Regions from separate parts of the Mus musculus genome. Here regions 2 and 3 are each linked to region 1. A link is a contact called in public promoter capture Hi-C data. All regions are on one chromosome and are shown on one strand. The core of a region is the stretch at or near the end of the contact, and the rest is flanking DNA. Distances in the headings are between cores, read along the strand shown. Region 1 holds the start of 4930566D17Rik (a long non-coding RNA gene). Region 2 holds the start of Trim67 (tripartite motif-containing 67). Region 3 holds the start of Egln1 (egl-9 family hypoxia-inducible factor 1).

The links. Promoter capture Hi-C pulls out the DNA fragments that hold promoters and counts their contacts.
Region 2: a contact with region 1 is called in a promoter capture Hi-C map of pre-B cells, with 3 times the contacts expected there. The contact joins the promoter of Trim67 here to the promoter of 4930566D17Rik in region 1. A contact is called at or near these places in 4 of 39 promoter capture datasets (embryonic stem cells, hippocampal neurons, liver and 1 more).
Region 3: a contact with region 1 is called in a promoter capture Hi-C map of stem cell-derived epiblast-like cells, with 3 times the contacts expected there. The contact joins the promoter of Egln1 here to the promoter of 4930566D17Rik in region 1. A contact is called at or near these places in 1 of 39 promoter capture datasets (stem cell-derived epiblast-like cells), 1 of 484 Hi-C or Micro-C datasets (embryonic stem cells) and 1 of 115 datasets of contacts at active chromatin or transcription factors (epiblast stem cells).

Annotation. Positions count from the first base shown.
Region 1 is chr8:125,520,792-125,523,731 of GRCm38.p6, reverse strand. It overlaps 4930566D17Rik (a long non-coding RNA gene), which reads right to left and starts at 1,400. Exons shown (of 3, transcript XR_003947612.1): 1 at 420-1,400. The region is part of intron 1 of Sipa1l2 (signal-induced proliferation-associated 1 like 2); the gene reads left to right.
Region 2 is chr8:124,791,554-124,794,493 of GRCm38.p6, reverse strand. Trim67 (tripartite motif-containing 67) reads right to left here and starts at 1,475. Exons shown (of 10, transcript NM_198632.2): 1 at 1-1,475. The coding sequence starts at 593. It overlaps Gm46059 (a long non-coding RNA gene), which reads left to right and starts at 2,107. Exons shown (of 3, transcript XR_001778718.2): 1 at 2,107-2,940.
Region 3 is chr8:124,947,787-124,950,726 of GRCm38.p6, reverse strand. Egln1 (egl-9 family hypoxia-inducible factor 1) reads left to right here and starts at 1,473. Exons shown (of 5, transcript NM_053207.2): 1 at 1,473-2,494. The coding sequence starts at 1,673. Gm46060 (a long non-coding RNA gene) reads left to right here and starts at 2,502. Exons shown (of 2, transcript XR_001778719.2): 1 at 2,502-2,940.

The DNA.
Region 1 (2,940 bases), core at 151-2,650:
CAAGCTTACATGGCAAGCACTCTACACAGCCCCAAGAATTTTACTGTTAAAGAAAAAAACCAAACCAAACCAAACCAAACCATAGCCTTGCTTAGATGCTGGATTTCCCTGCATACCAGCAGGTTGTCTTCTCACCGTTGGCGGGAGAGCTACAAGGAATAACTGTGTGTTGGTGCTGGCTGCACTTCCTCAGAACCGCACTTCCTCAGGAAGCCTGCGGGTAGGAACAAGGTGTGGGGAGGGGCATGTCTGCATGGCTTGTTTCTGTGCAGAGCATCTTGTGAGGTGTCCCCAGCACAGACCTAGGAATGCGGATCTTCCTGTCCCTTCCCTTGCATTCCAGTACATAACAGTTGCTGGGGAAGACCCAGTTTTAGGTGCTCCCCTCCCCCACTTCCCAGCCCAGACAGAGCCCTTACCTCATTAAGCCACCTGTGAAGGAGGAAGTGTGGCCAGGCTCCAGAGTCCTCATTGATGCTACTCAGAGAATCTGTGGCTTCCTTTCCTGGCCATAAACAAAAGCAGCTGAAAGAATGGGCTTTGCTTCTCATGGGATGCTTGCTATGTCAGGGGAAGGAAAGGCGCTTTCTCATAATGTTCATCTTGTAGGGGCCTCACCATAAAATACAGACAGTAACCCAGAAGTGCCGTGTGAAGCTGACTATTAGCAGCAGACTTTTCGAGTTTGTGTTGGGGTCTCATAATACATGCACACGAGGACACATGAGGACAGAACCCTCCTTACAGGAAAATTGGAATATTGATCTCTGAAAACAGCGATGCTTCAGAAATGCCTCTCTCTTAAGGTCTGGAAGGTCATACTGTGTTCGCAAGAGATACTTGTTATTCGCAGTGCAGTCATGTCTCCCGCATAGGTCTCCCTGGTGACGGCTCCATGTGTCCTCTTGCACAGCCTCAGTGGCAGAGAACATCACAACGCAGTGTGCTCTTGTCCTACTACAATGGCTAGAAGCTAGGGGCTGCCTGTGGGAACTGGTGGCTGTGATAGGTGGACAGACAGGCCAGGGAACACTTGGATAGGAAATCTTTCACAAATATTCTGGTGTTGGGGGTCATTATATTGTAACATAAGCCGTTAGGCATTATCAAGTAAATTCATATATTTATGTAGCCGTTCTGTCTGTCTGTCTGTCTGTGGTTTTCCATAAGACTAGAATTCTGAACCTGCTAAAGCAACCTCCTTATCTTCCTCCCTCTGAACCTATCTATTCTGCTTCTGCTTTGAGTCTTCACTATTCCTGGAACCCCATGGAAGAGAAATGGTCTGTCTCAGCCTTTGTCCCTTTGTGACTCATGTATCTCACTTAGTGGCCCTGGAGCTTCAGTCATAATGCATCAGACGTCAGAATTCCCTTCCTCCTTAAGGCTGAATAACATTCCATTGTGTGAATGGGTCACACTGTTTATTCACCCATCAAAGGACACTTGGGTCAGTTGGAACGAGAGCTGTTGTCAGAGTGGCTAGACACTGCTAGAGCAGTGTTTTTTCAACCTGTGGGTCACGTCCCGTCTGGGGTCGCCTAAGACCGGGAAAAACACAGATATTTGCATTACAATTCATAACAGTAGCAAATTTTCATGAATTATGAAGTAGCAATAAAAATAATTTTTATGGTCACCACAATAGGAGGGACTGTATCATAGGTGGCAGCATTAGGAAGGTTGAGAACCACTGCTCTAGAGCCACTGTAAGTTCTTTGGATGCAAATCCTGGATCCCATGGCAAGGCTGAGGGACCTGCTGCCTGTGCCTCTGATTCTGAGCCTCAGAACAAGAACGATTGCTCATTGAAGGAGAAACCCAGCTGCTCCGAGGGGCTTCAGTGACTTCTCATCAGCTGCTTTGCGCTTCCTAAAGATGGAGGCAGACTGAGGAAGGTCGGTTTTCTAAAGCAGAGGCCAGTGACAGCCTTCTGCATAAGTGATAAGCTTGTCTTCATGTCGTAGTGGAGTGGTTCATGAAGGTACCGCGTCAGCACGGCCGCTTCTGAGCAGGTCGGTGGGGATCCTCCTTACTGCGGGCTGCCTCATCTTGCTGGAAGCCTGCTCGTGCTCCTGGGTTCCTTCTGGTCAGTATTCCCTCCTTGCTGCATCTTGGCTCCTTGCGCTATCATACAGGAGTGTGGATTTTAGGAAGCTTTAGTTTGCAGTTCTTATAGCTACTGCTCTGAAATATAAGTTGTGGATGGAGAAGCTTGTGATCTGAGGAGCAGTCTGACTTCAATTCATATTCATTCATAGTCTTCCACCGCCCCCACCTCCTGTCTCCACCCCTTGAGTGCTGAATTCCAGGTGCACTGCTTCCCGAGGTTCAGAACAGAACCCGGGCTTTATCCGTGCTAGGCAAGCACTCTTCCAGCAGAACTGCAGCCTGGGCCAAGAACCAAGAAGGAAGTGCTTCCCTGAGCACCAGGTTCCTCGTCCAGGGAAGCAGGGTGGCCTGTGGACTCTGCCACTCCCTTCTTTCCTTCCCTTTCCTTTTACCGTAGGTAGGTGTGAGTTTGTAAACAGTATCGGAACTGTCACCAGATGCAGTTGTGATTTAACAGGGTAATCTGAAACACCCTTCTCCTTCTGGTCTTGGTGTTGCCTCCACAACACTGAGAAGTGACTGTGATCATAAAGGCTGCTGGGGGATGTGGTTGATTCGTGTTGCTGTTTCCTGTGGTAGAATTAGAACTCAGGCGTTTTAAGAGTATTTATTAAGGCTGGAGAAATGGGTCAGTGATAAGGGTCCAGGTTCTAAATGAATGAGTGAAAGAGAAAGAGAGAGAGAGAGAGAGAGAGAGAGAGAGAGAAAGGAAGGAAGGAAGAAAGAAAGAAAGGAAGAAAAAGAAAGAGAGAGAAAGAAAGAAAGAAAGAAAGAAAGAAAGAAAGAAAGGAAGGAAGGAAGGAAGGAAGAAAGAGCGAGCGAGCAAAG
Region 2 (2,940 bases), core at 226-2,725, 730 kb after region 1:
GGGGCTGCAGCCGCCCCCGGAACAACCCCACGGCCCTGCTGGTACCGCTGCACAATGCCCTCCAGTAGCCGGTTGCGCTGGAAGCCTCGCAGGCCGCGGTGATCCAAGGAGGCGCTGCGGTGGCACTGCGGGCAGGTGATGGAGCTGGAGGACGAGCAGAGCGAGGAGCAGGCGGCGCCTCGGGCCGCGGCGGCCGAAGAGCCCGGGGGCGCAGGCACCATGGGCAGCACGCGGACTCCATTGGGGGACTTGAGGCTGGGGGTGTAGGAGCCATAGCCGCTGTCAGTCTCGCTGTACAAGCTCAGCTTGTCCGCGTGGTCTCCGCCACCGGTCGCCCCGCCGCCTAGGCCTCCGGCTGTGTTAGCTCCCGCGCCTCCGCTGGTCGCGCCGGCGGCTGCGTCCTGATCCGGAGGGGTTGCGGCGGCGGCGGCACCTCGCGAAAGAAGGAGCGGCGGGGGCAGGTGCTGCTCGCCGTCCGGGGTCTGAACCGCGATAGTGCGGGCGCACGGCAAGCAGACATTGTGAGAGCAGGGCAGGATGATGGGTTCCCGGAACAGGGATCCGCACACTGGGCACTTCAGCTCCTCCTCCATCGCCGCGCCCGCGGCCAGAGCCGCTCGGGACCAGCCAAGAATGGTCAAGGCTCCGAAGACAAGCGCAGCTGGGCTGGCGATGTCAGCGCTCTTGAGTCAGGAGGCGGGGGTATTTCACGGGCATGCTGTCTTCACCCGAGGGTGGCACGCCCCCTCTCTGTCCTCAGGCCACCGCCCTAAGACGCTTGGCCGCCAGAGAAAGGAGGGGTCCTCACCTCCTGAAGGCGAGGCTCCCTCACCGGAGGCAGCCGTCTGAAGGTGGCGGGGAGCCCTCGCGGTGGCCTCCGAGGTTGTCCAGGTGTTGAATAGGCAGCAGTAGCGCCGTCCGGGGTACCTCGTGCCTCCACTCCACGAAGGACCAGTGACCCGCTGCTGTGAGCCAGCAAGGCTACTGAGCCCGACTCCGCAGCGCCGCTGCCCCGAGTCTTCTTTCTGCGAGCGCCCCGCCCCTACCCAGCTCTTGGCCAGTGCCCGAGTGGCGGGGCCAGGGCTGGTTCAGCACCACCAGACGGCGGACAGCGCCCGCGAGAGGATGGGCCCGGAGTCCGCGCCCGTCCCCCCTCCCGCGCGCATCCTCCGCCAGGCTGCTGTGCAGCCGCGGCCACCTCGGCATCCCCCGGCCCGGAGACCGTCGCCGTACCGCTGCTCGGGCCGCTGCTCTCTGAGCTGCCTCCTCGTAGGCCGGTATTGAGCAGCGTCCCAGGCTGGCCTCGCCGGCTCCGGTTCCTGCAGCGCCCCTGACCTTGGCCGCGCCACGCTGCAGCGGCGGGTGGGGGGCGAGCACCCGCTGGCTCGGGAATCCCCCTCCCGGCCCCACCGCCTCCCGCGCCCGCCCGCCCGCCGTGCCGCGCGCCCAGGAGTTGTAATTTCCAGAGCGAGAGTAACGGGGCGGGGGGCGGGGAGCCAGGCGTCAGCTCAGCGAATGAGGGCTCGCCTCTCGCGGCTGGCAGTCAGGGGCGGGTCGGAGGGCTTCGTGGGGAGGATCATTGTGGAGAACTGCTCCGTTACGGATGGAGACTGCACGGTGAATTAGCACGGCGCCCCGCCCAGCTTGCCAGAGCAACCCTGGCCAGCTCCCGCCCTGCCCACTCCTCGCCACCATGAAAGCGTAAACAGCGGTCCCTAAAAGGCCAGTCGCTTGAAAAAGGCCTCGCAACACAGCGCGACAGTCGGTTCCTAAATCTATTTCCTCCCCGCAAAAAGCTTTCAAGGCACAAAATGTCGGACAGCCTCGCGCCAAAGGGCGAGGTTTGATTTATGCATCTTTTTACAAGCCTTTTTTTTTTTTTTTTTTTGTCTCCTTGGTTCTACTGGGGCTAGTCGTGGAAGATGAGGGCCGGAGGACTTGGCGAGGACACGGTGAAGGTTGCCAAATACAACCTCCCCAGGCTGCTCGCGAGTGCGGAGAGGCGGGAGGCAGCGAGCAGGTGTTCTCTTTATGAATGGGAGCTTCCTGCAACGTCGCCGCCCGCGCGCCTGGCTGCCGTCTGCCCGCTGTTCTGCGCTGGGTAGTGCCGGCTGCCCAGAGAAAGGAAGTACGCGCTGGGCATAGAGCTAAGGGCGAGCCCTGGAAGGGAAGAGCGCGTGGAGCGAAATGCGCACCACGCGGCCCTCTCTTCCTGTGCGATTCAAGCTGGCTTGGAACAGACAAGGAAATTGTCGATTTAGAAAGGATGTGTCAGTCAGCGTGCTGGCTCGTGCTTGTAATTCTAGCACTTGGGAGGCCTAGGCAGAAGGATTGCTATGAGTTCAAGGCCAGCTTGGGCTACATAGTAATTTCCAAGCTAGTCTGGGTGTTACATAGTAAGACTCTGCTGAACTGAAACAAACAAAAAAAAAAAAACAGCAACCGTGGCGCAGACTCCTGCTGAAGGAATGCAGGGCCCCAGCCACTGTCAGCATTTGGAAAGATAGCAGGAGGAGAGAAATGAAGCCACAGACTAATGAGGCAGCTGCCTTGGCCTGGCTCTGTGCCTAAGGGATAGAACCTCTGGTGGAAGGGAGGTCACCAGGAAAGCCATTGCAAAGCACCCCAGTGAAGCCCATATCTTTACAGGACTTCCGGGGTCCTGCAGCTTGCTTCCACCTGTCCAGTCTGGAAAATACTATAACAATATATATATGTGTCCGTGCCAAATTGTTACAGTAAATGCTCTGGACTACTTTCTATGCATCTCAGTTCAGCTGAATGGCTTACAGAAGTCTGGCTCCATGTTTAAGGGTAGGCTCCTGCTAAACCGGACATCCCAATTAGCCCTGCTTCAGGAAGCAGTGCTGCACGGTGGGGGTGGGGGTGGGTATGGAGGCGGCAACTGTCCTAATCCACTCTCTGTAGATGAAGCTTCAG
Region 3 (2,940 bases), core at 224-2,723, 570 kb after region 1:
TACAGACGTGTGCTACCACCATGTTCAGCTTCAAGATTATTCTCAAAGTGTATGCGTGTAAATGTTGTCGCTCTTACATTTCGGAGTTGTTTGCTTGCAACTTCATTCAAATGGCAGAGCTAACAATTCCCGTTTCTGTGTTCCCCCTGGCATCCAAACAGCAATTTTAAATTCTCGGCTGTCTGTCCCAATGGCTACACTCAAGTATACGACCGTGTGTGTACATTATGACAAATGTTTGCACCTAGGGAGGTCCTTCTGTTTTGGAGGCTGTATGACCATGTCGAACTCCGTAGCCCTGGCTGTCCCAGAACCCACCACATAGAGCAGGTTGGTCCTCAACCTGTACAGCTCTTGCTTCCCTCTCTGCAGCTCCAAATATACCCGTCATTCTCCTTGCCCCGGCCCCACTAGTTACTTACTACAAATCACACGTGGAACCGACAGTCTCTGGTTTGTTTCTCTGAGCTGTGTGTGCAAGTGCGTTTGATCCTGGAACTCACTTTGTAGCCCAGGCTGGCCCCAATCTCACAATGATCTTCCTGCCTCTGAGTGCCAGCATTAAAGCCGTTTACCACCGTGCCAAGCTCTATGAGGTTTGAAGGTTTCATAAAAACAAAGAAACAGCAACTAGTGTGTTCGTCTCAATTTACAACACTGAAATCAAACAAAATGCAGATAACTGAGTTGGCAAAGAGGGCTCACGCTAATCACCTTACCACTGACCAGAAGAGGTAGGAGAATCTACTTCCGAGGACTACCGGGCTGCGTCTCAAGACAACAAAGAAAGCCCGTAATAATCCTCATAATTCTGCAGACACTATTGGCAGATTCTAATGTGAGACTTTAACTCCCTGTGCAGCTTCGTTCACGGACTATGCTCTTGAGAGCTTCAGGCCTGAATGCGGATCTGGAACCGAGCCCTGATTACCTTACTTAACCCAGAGGTCTCGAACCGGAACCGGGAGAAATCTCAAGAGTTTAAGGACCGCAGAAAAGCAAAAACAAAGCAAAGCCAGAACCAGGCCCGGCGACTGCAGGAGCCGGTCCCGGAGCAGGCTGCCCGGGGGGCCTTTGTTGTGCCCTCCGCGGCCTCCGGGGAGCAGCAGACCGGGAGCGCGCAGCGGCCGTCCCGGAGCTTGGAGCGGCCCAGCGGCCGTCTGAGCTTCCGTTTCCTCCTCCGCGGGACCGAGGTGGCCGAGGCAGCCCCGGAGCGCTGCCGGCGGGCCCGGACAGGCAGGTGGAGCTGCGCGCGCGCAGGCCGGCGACGCGCGCCCCGGGCGGAGCCGCGAGGAGGAGGGGAGGGCGGAGGAAGCGGCGCGCCCGCCCGCTAGGCCCGGCCCGCCGCGTGCGCGCGGCCCCCGCCCTCTCCGCCCGCGCGCCGGGTCGCCGGGGCCGTGGTGTACGTGCAGCGCGCGCGGAGCGAGTGGCGCCCGCAGGCCCGCGCCCTGCCCGCCCGCCCCGACGCAGCCGGCTGGGCCCGCCCGCCCAGGGCGCTGTGCGCCGCGCAGGCCGCGCTCTCTCCGGCGCGATGCGGCGCTAGGCGGCCCCGGGCAAGGCAGGCGAGGCCAGGGCGCGCGCGGCCTCCCGCAGCGGGCGGCGGCCCCGGGCGGGCGCCCCGACGGCCCCGCCGCCGCCCCGCTCCCGGCCCGCGGCCCGCCCTGCCGCGGCCATGGCCAGTGACAGCGGCGGGCCCGGCGTGCTGAGCGCCAGCGAGCGCGACCGGCAGTACTGCGAGCTGTGCGGGAAGATGGAGAACCTGCTGCGCTGCGGCCGCTGCCGCAGCTCCTTCTACTGCTGCAAAGAGCACCAGCGCCAGGACTGGAAGAAGCACAAGCTGGTGTGCCAGGGCGGCGAGGCCCCCCGCGCGCAGCCCGCGCCGGCGCAGCCCCGCGTCGCGCCCCCGCCCGGTGGGGCCCCCGGAGCCGCGCGCGCCGGCGGGGCGGCCCGGCGCGGGGACAGCGCGGCGGCCTCGCGCGTACCGGGCCCGGAGGACGCGGCGCAGGCCCGGAGCGGCCCCGGCCCAGCAGAGCCCGGCTCCGAGGATCCTCCGCTTAGCCGGTCTCCGGGCCCCGAGCGCGCCAGCCTGTGCCCAGCGGGTGGCGGCCCCGGGGAGGCGCTGAGTCCCGGTGGAGGGCTGCGGCCCAACGGGCAGACCAAGCCGTTGCCCGCGTTGAAGCTGGCTCTGGAGTACATCGTGCCGTGCATGAACAAGCACGGCATCTGCGTGGTGGACGACTTCCTGGGCAGGGAGACCGGGCAGCAGATCGGCGATGAGGTGCGCGCCCTGCACGACACCGGCAAGTTCACGGACGGGCAGCTGGTCAGCCAGAAGAGTGACTCTTCCAAGGACATCCGGGGGGACCAGATCACCTGGATCGAGGGCAAAGAGCCCGGCTGCGAAACCATCGGCCTGCTCATGAGCAGCATGGACGACCTGATCCGCCACTGCAGCGGGAAGCTGGGCAACTACAGGATAAACGGCCGAACGAAAGTAAGTGGCTGGGGCTCTTGCGACCGGAGGAGGGTCTGTGAGGACCACCCCCCGCCCCCGCAGACCCGGGGCCCGGCGCTCTGTCTTAGCGTGGCTCCTTTTGTCCTTGTACTGTCTGCCACAGTGCACAGTGCAGAGCCTGCCGGAGCCCTGGTCACTCGTGGGGGTCGTTGGGGTACCAGCTACACCGGGTCTGGGTGATGCATCTTATCTTGCCTGTGTGCCTGAGCTAGTTAAAAGCCCCGCGGTTTTTAGCGCGCACCCGGCTCTGATTGAGAGCCAGACACTGTGTTTAGCTAGGACTCTGTCAGCTGCCCCCAGAAAGGTTCATTTAAAAGCCTGTGGTCGGAAAACTCCCTGTATTCAGGAAAAGCTTGGCGGCCTGCTCCCCTCCCCCGTGTAGCTTTATCTTGCTGGCTGTCCCTACCGTTTTGAAACCCACTACC